Linked DNA regions of Sus scrofa: region 2 is linked to region 1. A link is a contact called in public HiChIP or PLAC-seq data. All regions are on one chromosome and are shown on one strand. Each heading gives the region's core, a stretch centred on a gene start, on an enhancer-like site or on the middle of the called end of the contact. The rest is flanking DNA. Distances are from core to core; before and after follow the strand shown. Region 1 has its middle 37 kb from the start of AZIN1. Region 2 has its middle 27 kb from the start of KLF10.

What was found. HiChIP or PLAC-seq counts read pairs in DNA pulled down with a chosen protein or histone mark.
Region 2: an H3K27ac HiChIP or PLAC-seq map of skeletal muscle shows a contact between it and region 1. The contact joins two enhancer-like sites. A contact is called at or near these places in 3 of 47 Hi-C or Micro-C datasets (all in liver) and 2 of 2 datasets of contacts at active chromatin or transcription factors (alveolar macrophages and skeletal muscle).

The regions. Positions count from the first base shown.
Region 1 is chr4:34,261,067-34,267,385 of Sscrofa11.1, reverse strand. No RefSeq gene overlaps it. Among named protein-coding and RNA genes, the nearest start is that of AZIN1, 37 kb to the right of the region's middle. Within about 2 kb of position 2,110, at least 62 of the 83 cell types and tissues checked have an H3K27ac peak or open chromatin away from gene starts, as enhancers often do. A contact at or near this core is called in skeletal muscle, where this site is marked.
Region 2 is chr4:34,400,087-34,406,109 of Sscrofa11.1, reverse strand. No RefSeq gene overlaps it. Among named protein-coding and RNA genes, the nearest start is that of KLF10, 27 kb to the left of the region's middle. Within about 2 kb of position 3,694, at least 10 of the 83 cell types and tissues checked have an H3K27ac peak or open chromatin away from gene starts, as enhancers often do. A contact at or near this core is called in skeletal muscle, where this site is marked.

The sequences.
Region 1 (6,319 bases), core at 861-3,360:
GGCAGCCAGGGATGAGAACCACTCACGCAGATGGTCACCAGCAAGCGTGTCCAGAGATGAGGCCCACATGGGAGCGGGGCCTCCTGGCCTTCAGACTTCCCAACTCCCACAATCCCTGAGAGCGGCCTTGGCAGAGCTCCAGGAGCAGTTGGACTCTCTGAGGCTGGAGCTGAAATGTGTTTCCCAGGCATCCACTCTACGCCTGAGGCCAAAGTTTCCAACAGGAAGGGAGGGGGAGGCTTCTGTGTGTTTCCCAAGAGCCACTTGGCCTTTCAAGCCAGGGATAACCACCAGGAAACTCACTGGCAAGAGAACCTGGTGTCAGTAGCAGTTGCGGCCATTTCCCAACACACACATGGAAGAGGCCAAGGTGGAGGTAGCACCTTCTCCTGAGACACTCACGAGTCCTCTGGGGTGGAGGAGGGCCCAGCTAAGGACAGACTGGGGACCTGGGCAGCAGATCCTCTGCTTCCTTACAGGCAAAAAGGCAGTGATGATTCCTGCCCGGGTTCTTGTGAGGGCCTTGAGATAAATCCCCCCAGCACAGGGGTAGTTTTCCATAGCATTTTCTTCTTCCTGATTTGCTAGTAATTCCTTTCACAAATTTAGGGGAAATCTCCAGGTCTGGACCTCAGTTCTCTCAGCATTTGTCCTCCCCCATTTCCCTGGGGAGGACCCTGATACCATATCTGAGGCCAGGGGTGAGGAAAGGCAGGCTGAGGAGCTTGGCAGTTGCCTCTCTGCTTGGAAGATGACATCAATGAACAAGGGGCTGACCAGTGGTTCTCTCCCGGGACTGAGCCGCAGAAATACAGCCTGAAGCCTGGGGAGGATCTAGAGCTATAAGGAGAATTTCCTGACAAATGACAACACAATGCTGCCTCACTGACTCATGAGGGTCTGCGAAAGTCGGAGATTCGCCCTGGGTACCTGACCCTATCACCACAAAGCAGTGCTGTGTTCCCATTTGACTGCTAAGAAAACTGAGGCTGAGCGATATTCAATACTTGGTAAAGTAGCCACAGTAGCAAGTAGCAGAGAAGGGCTTGGAATCTGCATCTTAAATGTAGTAGGATGACCCCTCCCCACCTTTTGACTCTAAAGGACCAGGGTATTTCATCTTAAGCTTTGTTTACAATCAGAGCTCCAGAAAAGCCACACTTAATCCTAGGGTTGGGGCATTTAACCCAAAGAGTAAGACGGCCCCTGAAATGCTTGTGCACTCTCCTCCCTTTTAATCCCCATTACAGAAGAGGAAACTCTATGAAGGGTAATCAGTGTTTGGTGGTCTTTCCTGGCCAAAGTGAGGGCAAGAGATTGTTAAACAGCTTAGGAAATGCAGTAGAGATACCAAGATGGCCCTTTTTTTGGATTTGGGAATGGGATAATTCTGCTCTCCTTTGGAATTCTCCCCGGCACATCTCCTTGGAGCATCACAAGCTTCCTGGTGTGAAAACCTACGGGCCTACTGGGAGGTAGGTATTCTCTTTCCCATTTTACAGATTAGAAAACTGAGCTTGGACAGAGGCCAGGACTCAATTGCGGCTGCATCTTACTGCATAAATTTCTCCGTCCCGGGAGGCCTGAGCACCTTCAGCGGACAGGAATGGTAACGTGGCCACCCTTCTAAACCAGACTCTGCCCGGGCGCGGCGGGGCAGAGGAGCGGAGGAAGGAGAGCCGGCGCGCGCACACACGAGGCCCAGGGCTGGGGCCCCGTGGCGGGGAGGAGCCCACTTCCCTTCCCCTCCCCTGGGAACTCAGCGCGGGGGGAGGGGGCGGCGGCTGCCCTCCCCATCCGCCCGGCCGCCAGGTGCCCAGAAACTCGGCCTCCCCCTCCCGCCCCCGCGCCTGTTCCCGGCGCAGCCCGTGTCTCGGCGGTCACGTCTCCCCATCCGGCTCCAAAGTACGAGTCAGCCGCTGCCCGGCCGACCCTGCGGCAGGGCGGGGGCAGAGGGAGGGCGGCGCCGGGGGCGGGCGGGGGCAGAGGGAGGGCGGCGCCGGGGGCGGGCGGGGGGCAGGCGGCCCGGGCGGGCGAGGCCGGGCGCCGGGCTCCCTCCTCCCTCCTGCACCACGCGGGTAGGTCTGCGAGGAGCCAGGGCTCCGCCCTTCGGGCCCGAGTCGGCCCGGGCCCAAGGGGCGAGGCGCGGGCGAGGTCGCGGCACGGCGGCCACCGCCCCTGCTGGGCGGGAGGCGGGCGGAAGGCGGGGCGAGGGGGAGGCCCGGCAGGGGAAACCGGGAGGCCGCGCCTCCGGAGCCGCGCGCCGGCCGGTGTTGCTGGGGAGAAAAGCGCAGCGGCGGCTCCGCCCTGAGCCCCGCGACCGCAGCGCCCTCTGCTGGTGGGGTTTCGGAACTGCACAGAGACTCCATCCGCACCTGCCAGGAGGAGAGCTGGTAGAAATTACTGTTCAGTTAACGATGCCATTCTTAGAAAAAAAAAGAAACAAATTCAAAAATAAGTCCTGAGCATTGCAGGAAAATTTGGAAATGCAGAGAGAAAAAAGAAAAAAATTACTCTTAATGCCTGTATCTAGAAATAAACACTTCTGGAATTTTAGTGACTGCCCTTCCAGGGCTTCATATCTTTAAATTTGTGTGTGTGTGCACGCGCGCATCCTTTACAGCATATTTATTTATTTAATTTGCTTTTTAGGGCCCAACCTGCAGCATATGGAGGTTCCCAGGCTAGGGGTCCAATCGGAGCTACAGCTGCTGGCCTACACCACAGCCACAGCAACGCCAAGATCCAAGCCACATCTGTGAGCTACACCACAGCTCACAGAAACGGCAGATCCTTAATCCACTGAGTGAGGCCAGGGATCAAACCTGCATCCTCATGGATACTATTCAGATTGTTTCCACTACCACAGGGGAACTCCTGGAATTTTTAAAATGTAGCATTGTCAGCTCTGAGAACTCACAGGCCTTGTTTTGTTCACTGCTCCACCCTCAGTGTCTAGAACACGGTTTAGCAGTGTTCTGGGTGCTCAAAAATCAAACGTTGGCTCTACCAACATGGGATCATGCTTTTCACACTTTCATGATCATCATTTTTAGCATGCTTAAATTCTTTTGTATGTTCCCCTGAGTAGTAAAAGACTGATACTAGAATGGTCCACTAACCACCTTCTAGAATCTGAAGGAATGTGTCTGGAATTCAGAATTATTCACAGTCTATGTATATGGTAACACCACCACCATCACTACCAGCTGCAGGCTCTGGAACAACAAACACTCTGTAATCAAACACACTACATTTCTCCAGCAAAATGTAGGACTATTCACATCAAGTAAGATAAACACTGTCAACAGCTTCACGTCCCTTCAGTCAGGTTTTGAGGTTAAATGAGTGAGTTTTCCCCAAACTAAACCAAAAAACTTTTGAGTTCCCAGACCATTCTGAATTTTGAGTTTGAAGAGATGTACTGGGAGTTCTCAACGTGACTCTGCAGAAACAAATCTGACTAGTATTCATGAGGATGCCGATTTGATCCCTGGCCTTGCCCAGTGGGTTAAGGATCCGGCATTGCCATGAGCTATGGTGTAGGTTGCAGACACGGCTCGGATCCCGCATTACTGTGGCTGTGGTGTAGGCTGGCAGCTGCAGCTCCTATTTGACCCCTAGCCTTGGAACCTCCATATGCCATGGGTGTGGCCCTAAAAAGACCAAACCAAAAACAACAAAAAAAGAGAGAGATGCACTAACCTCTGGGCACATCAAGGGTCTGATGATGTCTCTGCTGTGAGCTCGTGTTTTCCCATTTACCTCTGTCTCTTACACACTCTGGGTGCTTGGTAGCCCCAGGTAATTGAGGTGCCAGTTGATGAGATGTGATTGAATGTGGGGTGTGGTGAGAAAGGGAAGGATATGATTGGGTTAGATTTTTGGATGTGGCCACACCTTCCCTACACCAAGCCACCACCTTCAAACCAATGGACTTCAGCACTTGTGCGGTTGCCTTTGTTTCTTCCAAGGCTATGCTTGTTCTAGTGGACCCCACTGAGAGCAGCCAAATTCCCCCCAAACAAACACCGCCATCCACGGGCCTATGCGGCCAAAAAGATGCTACGGTATCTTGTCCAGAAGGGCCTGGGAATCAAGACATTCAACTTAAGAGTCGTTGGTTGAGCCGTGATCACATGTTCTGCAGCCTCTGAGCTGGGCCTCTCTCTGAGCTCCAGACTGGATATCCAGCCTCCTGCTGACATCTCCACTCAATCCCCAAATTTACTTCAAATGCCATGTGTCCAAGACCCTACCCATGACCCACTCAAAGCCTGGTCCTCTTTTGTGACCCAGGTCCTGACCAAGCCCATCAGCCATCTAGTGAAACAAGCTAGAAGCTCAGGCATCTTCCCTCTCTTCCTCCTTCATCCTTACCCACCTCAACACGTCTTGCCCATTTACCTCTGAAGCAGCCCTCCACGGCACCACCATCCAGTCCCAATGCCAGAGCCTAAGCAGGCTGCCAATCCAATTCTTGCTCTACTCAGGTCCTTTCTGCACAATGAGGCCAGGCTCCTTTGAAACATAGACTCAGTTACTTCACTCATGGCCCAGGACCACCAGGAGCAGCTGCCAAGGTTTATCACTTCTCCTAGGATTTCAGCAAGATCATTTGACAGCTCTGAAATGCACCCCACCCCCATCTTTCTTAGGATAGAAATAAAAATCTATGAAAAGGCCTGCAGAGCCCTCTCTGCTGGAGCGGGCTTTGTCCTGACAAGGCTCGTGCCAGGAGTCTCTGCCCTGCACTTGCTGTACCCCTTGCCCAGAACATTCTCCCTCCATCTCTTCACCTACTTCACTCCCACTCTTCACTCCCATTATTTCCCCAAGAAGTCTTCCTGACCAAGGAAAGGGCCCTTTAGCACCAGTGCTGCTCCCTCAAAGCTGCTCCGTTTTGGAGTCATACATTTATTTGTTGATTCGATCCATGCCTGCTTCCCACAGGAATTCTTGTGCCTGGTTTGCCCATCATGGTGCTCCCACCTCCAGGTCCAGTGCTCGGCGTTAAGTAAGTGCTTCATGAATATGTGTTCCATGAATCCACTGCCTTATCTGCTCACTCATCTTAGGACAAGCCAAGGAGGAGAACCAGAAGCACAGAAAGGAGGGAGTGTGTGTGAGTTCACTTATCAAGCCCCCCCAAAAGTGCATCTGTTATGTGTCAGGCTCTGGGGATGTGAAAAAGTTGGCAGAAGAGAAACCAGTTGACTGCCTTCAAGATCTTAACTTCTAGGAGTTCCTATTGTGGGTCAGAGGTAATGAACCCAACTAGTATCCGTAAGGTTTGATGCCAGGTCTCACTCAGTGGGTTAAGGATCTGGCATTGCCATGAGCTTGGTAGGTTGCAGACAAGGCTCAGATCCAGCTGGTGGCTACAGCTCGCATTTGACCCAGAGGTAATGAACCCAACTAGTATCCGTAAGGTTTGATGCCAGGTCTCACTCAGTGGGTTAAGGATCTGGCATTGCCATGAGCTTGGTAGGTTGCAGACAAGGCTCAGATCCAGCTGGTGGCTACAGCTCGCATTTGACCCCTAGCCTGGGAACTTCCATACACTGTGGGTATGGCCCTAAAAACAAAAAACAAAAAAACCAAAAAAACTTAACCTCTAAATCACATGGATCTAGTAAAGCCACAGCCACAAAGGGAATGTTCCCCACAGATAAAAAAATAAAATCCCTCTTTGAACCAGAACTCATCAACCAAAGTCCCTTTTCTCCCAACCAACCAGCCCTAACTGTACCTTGATTTTTGAGCTGGGCTCTTTATCCTACAAAAAGCCCATCTTGACCCTCAAAGACCAAGAGGCTCCAAAGGACTGTCTAGTGTGTGGGTTTCTTGGATGCATCAAGCTAAGTAAACTTGGCTTTGTGTAGCCACAGGCATGTCATTGGTGGACCTGCCATCCTAACTTGAGTTCAAAAAGCACCTGGAAAAAGCCACATTCAAAGTTTAACAACCACATTCCTTGCTCATCCATGTCTTCTAGCCTTTATACTGTTTCACACCCGGGAACGAGTGTCCCCCTCGGGCTCAGAGTTGTCATGGTAACTTGTCAGTGGGCTCAGCCCCAGCTGTTGTCACAACTGGAAACCTGTACTTTGGGATTTGTGGCAAAAGTTGTTAATGGGGGTGGGTATATGAGTGAGGGAAGGAAAAGTGAGGCAGAATCACCTCTTCCTCCTGGCTCTGCTCTACCTCAAAACCCACTTGTAGCAATGCAGAGACAGAGGTTTGCGTAACATTCACAGACAGAATTCAGCACTATGTGAAATCAGCTACCTACACTGAAAAACGTGCAGCAACTGCC
Region 2 (6,023 bases), core at 2,445-4,944, 140 kb before region 1:
CTGCTATTGGGTGAGTAGGGGAAGGGGGTGGAGGGGAGGGGCAGGCACTAGGCAGCAACGGAAGGAGGTGGATGGGAGGGAGGCCATCACTTGGCGTCTTGCTCCAGTTCTGCCGCTTAGTAACCATGTGACCTAGGACACGTCAACAAACTGAGCCTCTATTTCCTCATCTTCGAAGAGGGTGGAGGGGAAGAGTGATTATTAGCTGCTTATAGGTATCTCATTGGGATCTTGAGGATAGCCAATTAAACTGAATGGCTGAGGTGAAAATGATTTAAATAAGGGAGGGGAAGGTTTGGTTCTGTTCACTGCTTTATAGCGTAGGGCCTGGCCTATAGCATAGCGAGTGCTGAGTAAAATATTTGTTGAATGAATAAATGTGAACACAAAACACTCCTCTGGGGTAGAGAGGCGAATGATATCAAAAGGAGCCCACAGAGAGCTGGTGGTGTCGACGGTCTAAGTCCATGGCTGTATGGAGGCTCCATGCTTCTTTGCTATTCTGTGTACTTGCATCTTAAGTATTCTCTTGTATGCATTAACATCTCCTTAAAGTACTTAAAAATTAATGCAAAAAAGAACAAAGTGGAGAGGAGAACACTCGGTAAAGTACCTTGCAGAAGAAGGTGGTATTGTAACTCTTGATGTTGCTTCCACACAAGCTATAAAACTCTTCTGAGTGACCTCACTTAGTTCATCAACTTCTTTTTTTTTTTTTTTTTGTCTTTTTGTCCTTTTTTTTTTAGGGCCACACATGCGGCATGTGGAGGTTCCCAGGCTAGGGGGTCTAATCGGAGCTGTATCTGCCAGCCTACGCCAGAGCCACAGCAACGCGGGATCCGAGCCACGTCTGCGACCTACACCACAGCGCAGGGCAACGCCGGATCCTTAACCCACTGAGTGAGGCCAGGGATTGAACCCGCAACTTCACGGTCCCTAGTCAGATTCATTTCTGCTGTGCCACAACAGGAACTCTGTCAACTTCTTAGGTTTGGGCCAAGCATTGCTCAAAGTAGAGGAATTTATAAAAAGAAAGTTATATCAGGAACCAAGACTTAGTGGGATCTAATTTGTGTGTGTGTGTGTCTGTGCCCAAGTTCCAGGGCCAGGGATTAAAGCTGCACCACAGCAGCAACCCAAGCCACAGCAGTCGTGAAGCTGGATCCTTAACCTGCTGAGCCACCAGGGAACTCTCAGGATCTACTTTTTAAGACAGAATAAATAGGCTGATCTTTTTTTTTTTTTTTTTTTTTTTTTTTTTTTTAAGTCACTGCCTTTTGCTTATGTGTGTGTCACACCCACGCCTAGTCAGGTAAAGTACAGGTGAGGCATCATGTCTTGGCTTGTGCAGTGGCCTCTGCCTTGCTTCACCTTGCTAGTTCCTACTTGTCATTCAAGACCTGCCCCAGGTGTCATCCTTTCCGGGAAGTTTCTCTGAACTGCCACACTGGCATCCTGCCGCCTTAGCTCATCGATGGCAGGGTTCTCAATGAGGGGGTGCTTTTGTACCTCAGTGGACATTTGGCCAGGTTTAGAGACATTTGGTTGTCATGGCTGGTAGGGGTGGGTGGAGGCCAGGGATGCTGTGTGTGCAACAACAGGCACTGCCACCCCCATGCCAAAGGACTCCCTGATCCCAAGTGTCCATGGTGAGAAATACTGCCTGATGGAGTGAAATTTTCTTTCTGTCTCATTGAGACCTGAGTGCATCCTGGGCAGGGCCCTTGTTGAGTTAAGCCTTTCACCTCCAAAACTGGCACATGGCTTGGAAACATGCACACACATGCACACACACACATATACTTGTTGACTTTTTTTTTTTTAAGCCTGTACCTGCCAGATCGGAACCTTATCTGACACCCACGCCTCAACTTGCGGCCAGGCCAGATCCTTAACCCACTGAGCGAGGCTAGGGATCAAACCCGAATCCTCATGGACACAATGTCAGGTTCTTAATCCACTGAGCCATGTTGACTTTTCTTTTTTTTTTTTTTGTCTTTTTTGCCTTTTCTAGGGCCGCTCTGGTGACATATGGAGGTTCCCAGGCTAGGGGTCTAATCGGAGCTGTAGCTGCTGGCCTACATCACAGCCACAGCAACGCAGGATCCAAGCTGTGTCTGCAACCTACACCACAGCTCATGGCAACACCAGATCCTTAACCCACCGAGTGAGGCCAAGGATCGAACCTCATGGTTCCCAGTCAGATTCATTAACCACTGAGCCACAACGGGAACTCCCATGTTGGCTTTTCTATTCATTTGCTCCCCCACTGTGTGTTAGGTGCGATACCAGCTGGAGATGCTCTCAAGATGAGGACAAAGTCATGTAAATACCTAATCCTTGGGAGTTCCTGTTGTGGCACAACAGAAACAAATCCAACTAGTATCCATGAGGATGCGGGTTCCATCCCTGACCTTGCTCAGTGGGTTAAGTATCCAGCATTGCCATGAGCTGTGGTGTAGGTCACAGATGTGCTTAGATCTGGCATTGCTGTGGCTGTGGCTGTGGCATAGGCTGGCAGCTGCAGTTTTGATTTGACCTCTAGGCTAGGAACTTCCATATGCCCTGGGTGCGGTCCCAAAAAGATAGATAGAGAGCTACCTCATCATCCTTCACAAGATTGAAAACAGGGTCCTAATAGAGGAACAGGTAAAATGCTTTGGGAGAACTGATGATTAGGTTGAACCAAATGAAGCTGCTGACATTCTACCTTTTTGACTGGCAAAACAGCAATTTTATATGGTTCATTCACAAATGTGGCTGACCCTAAATACTTGGGACAGAGCTGGGGGTGATGAGCAGACTTCACAGGGGAGGAGAGACACCGGGAGCCTGCATTTCAGAGCTTGCCTCCTGCACTGCAGGAAAGAAGGACCCCAGTTTTTACTTTGTGTTTGTAAAAGTATTAGATAAAAGCATTTCACTTTTTTTTTGTATTAGTAAAGTATTTTTGCATTTGTAAATATTATTTTTTTGGTATTTGTAAAAGTATTTCACTTTTATGCCTGTGTCCTGCTCCCACTGCCCCGCGTCACACTTCCTAGAAGAATGCCTTGCATTTAGAAGGCATTGGTTTTATTTGTTTGTTTGTTAGTTTGTTTTTTTCTGACTGGAGTTCAGGTAAATTATTTGTACTTCAAGTTTTTTTTATCATTGTCCCTACACTTTAGCCCCAGGGAACCTGGAGACAGAAGGCACAAAATAGGTAGCGCTTTTCTAGTGGCAACAGGCACAAGAAAACACAGCTGTCCAATACCATCCAAAATGCAAACTGCTGGAGGAGCCATAATGGAAGCTGTCAGGAGCTGAAAGTCCAGAAGCCTGGCTGGTGGCCATGTGAGCAATCATGTGACCCTGAGCCGGTGTCAAGCAGCCCCACACATACCCGGCCCAGGAGCCTTGGCCACTTACTCACCTCGTGCTCTGGAGCAGGTGGTGGAGGATAAACATTTCAAAGTTGGACTCAGAACTTGGCAGAGTCCAACTTTTCAGCCACACGCAAGCCAGAAAACTCTGGAAAACTGAACTGTTTATAAGGGTCAAACTTTTGTAAGTCTGTCCCCAGGTATCCAGCTAGTTTCTTGAAAGAACTGCCCAGAAGCTCATTGCTGACTAGTTGGATGTTACTAGTCTTGAGGAGTCTCTGCTCGTGGATGGAATCTGGCAGCTCAGACAGCAACCCACAGCTCCAGATGCAAGTCTGGGCGGGAGCTAGGAGGCTCGCAGCCAGGAAGAAAAACCCAGGATGGCCCTGTAGGCTGTCCAACCATCTGGCAGGTAGAGTTACTTGGGGCCACTGGTGACACCTGCATGACACCAGACAGACACCAGTAGCGAGACAACCTGGGATCCAACACACTTTTCCTCTCCTTTCTAAGGGGCTCCTAGAGAGAGAAGTGGTTTCCACCCTTTTAGATGCAACAGTGACTCCAAGTTCATTTGTTCACGCGGATCACAGCTGGTGTTTAAATTCTGTCCTAACTGGAACTTGTGGTCAGAGTCAGGTATTAAACACTGATTCTGGCCTAAATAAAGCAAGCTGTATGTGTAGAGGATTGTTTTAAGTAAAAGAAGAATTCAGACCATGGAATTCAGCACTTCTTTAGCTGGTTTCTCTCCCTCTCTCTCTCTGACACACACACACACACACACACACACACTGCTTTAGGGCAGCACTTGAGGCATATGGAAATTCCCAGGCTAGGGGTTGAATTGGAGCTGCAGCTCCCAGCCTGTGTGACAGTCACAACAATGTAGGATCCGAGCTGCGTCTGTGACCTACACTACAGCTCACGGCAATGTGGGATCCTTAAACCACAAAGTAGGGCCAGGGATCTTGTGCAACCTCATGGATACTAGTTGGGTTCATTATCGCTAAGCCACAACGGGAACATCACATAGATACATATATTTTTAACACTAGTCCATGGGGAAAAGGTTTGCAGAAATTTGACAAACTGATGTTAATAGACTCAGATTTTTAGAACTTATTAATGAGACTTGATGAGATGATAGGACTTCCACCATTTTTCCTGGGGTGGGGGGGCGGTTACTCAACTTTTGAAGCCCCACAGACTGTGAGACTTTGTTATTGCACTCTCACTGTCTTCAGATTTTTTTTTAATTTATTTTTATTTATTTATTTTGCCTTTTTGCCATTTCTTGGGCCGCTCCCACGGCATATGGAGGTTCCTAGGCTAGGGGTCTAATAGGAGCTGTAGCCGCCAGCCTACTCCAGAGCCACAGCAACTCGGGATCCGAGCCGCATCTGCAACCTACACCACAGCTCATGGCAACGCTGGATTGTTAACCCACTGAGCAAGGGCAGGGATTGAACCCACAACCTCATGGTTCCTAGTCAGATTCATTAACCACTGCGCCATGATGGGAACTCCCCACTGTCTTTAGATTTTAAGATGCCCTCACTGTGACTAATGCTGTGTGTGCTTAGCCCTTCCCAAAGTTACCCACCCCCAACCCCGATTCCTCCTGTGGAGTATGCTCTTAGCAGAGTGTGGCCCCATTTGTTTATGATGAGAGGAATTCAGTTTATGTAAAATTGAATTAAACTACTATTAAGAAAGACTTCATTTTACTTCCTGTTTTTGGAGAGAGAGAAATACTCTTCTTTGATACAACCATCATAAATTGCTTTTTGGCCATGCCGCAGCATATGGAAGGTCCAAGGCTGGGGGCTGAACTTGGTGTCACAGTAGCAACCCAAGCCACTGCAGTGACAACACCGGATCTTTAACCTTCTGCACCAAAAGCGACCTCCTAACCATTGCACGTCTTAACGACACAGAAATGGAGCTTCATTTCCAGACACTACATGGAAAAGCCACCAACATTTTAAGAACAGAAGCCATATTTGATTTCTCTCTTTCCTGACCCCTCTAGAGGGTTAGATAAATGTCTGTTGAATGACTGTGTTCTCAACATCATTTCTAGCTTTCATATTTTTAAAGTATTGTTATGATAATATGCATGAAACATGTGGAGTCCAACTCATGATTTGACCAGTGAAATTAAACATCCTTAATGGGTTCTATCCCTGGCCTCACTCAGTGGGTTGAGGATCTGGCATTGCTATGAGCTGTGGTGTAGGTCCAGATGCGGCTCAGATCCTGTGTTACTGTGGCTGTGGCTAGCAGCTGCATCTCCAATTCAACCCCTAGCCTGGGAACTTCCATATGCTGAAGGTGTGGCCCTAAAAAGCACACACAGAAAGAAAGAAAGAAAGAAAGAAAGAAAGAAAGAAAGAAAGAAAGAAAGAAAGAAAGAAGGAAGGAAGGAAGGAAGGAAGGAAGGAAGGAAAGAAAAGAAACCTACAAGCATAATGGTTTAAACAAGACAGGGATTTGTTTTTTCCTCAGGTAAAATTTAAAAAGCTGCCCAGAGTTGGTAAGGTAGCTCTCTTATCCTCAATATATTGGTTCTGTCTCTAGGTCTAAGGTGGCTGCTTCAGCTCCTACCATCATAACTGCCTCCCAGTGGTCTAGAAGGGAAAAAAGGCAAGGGCA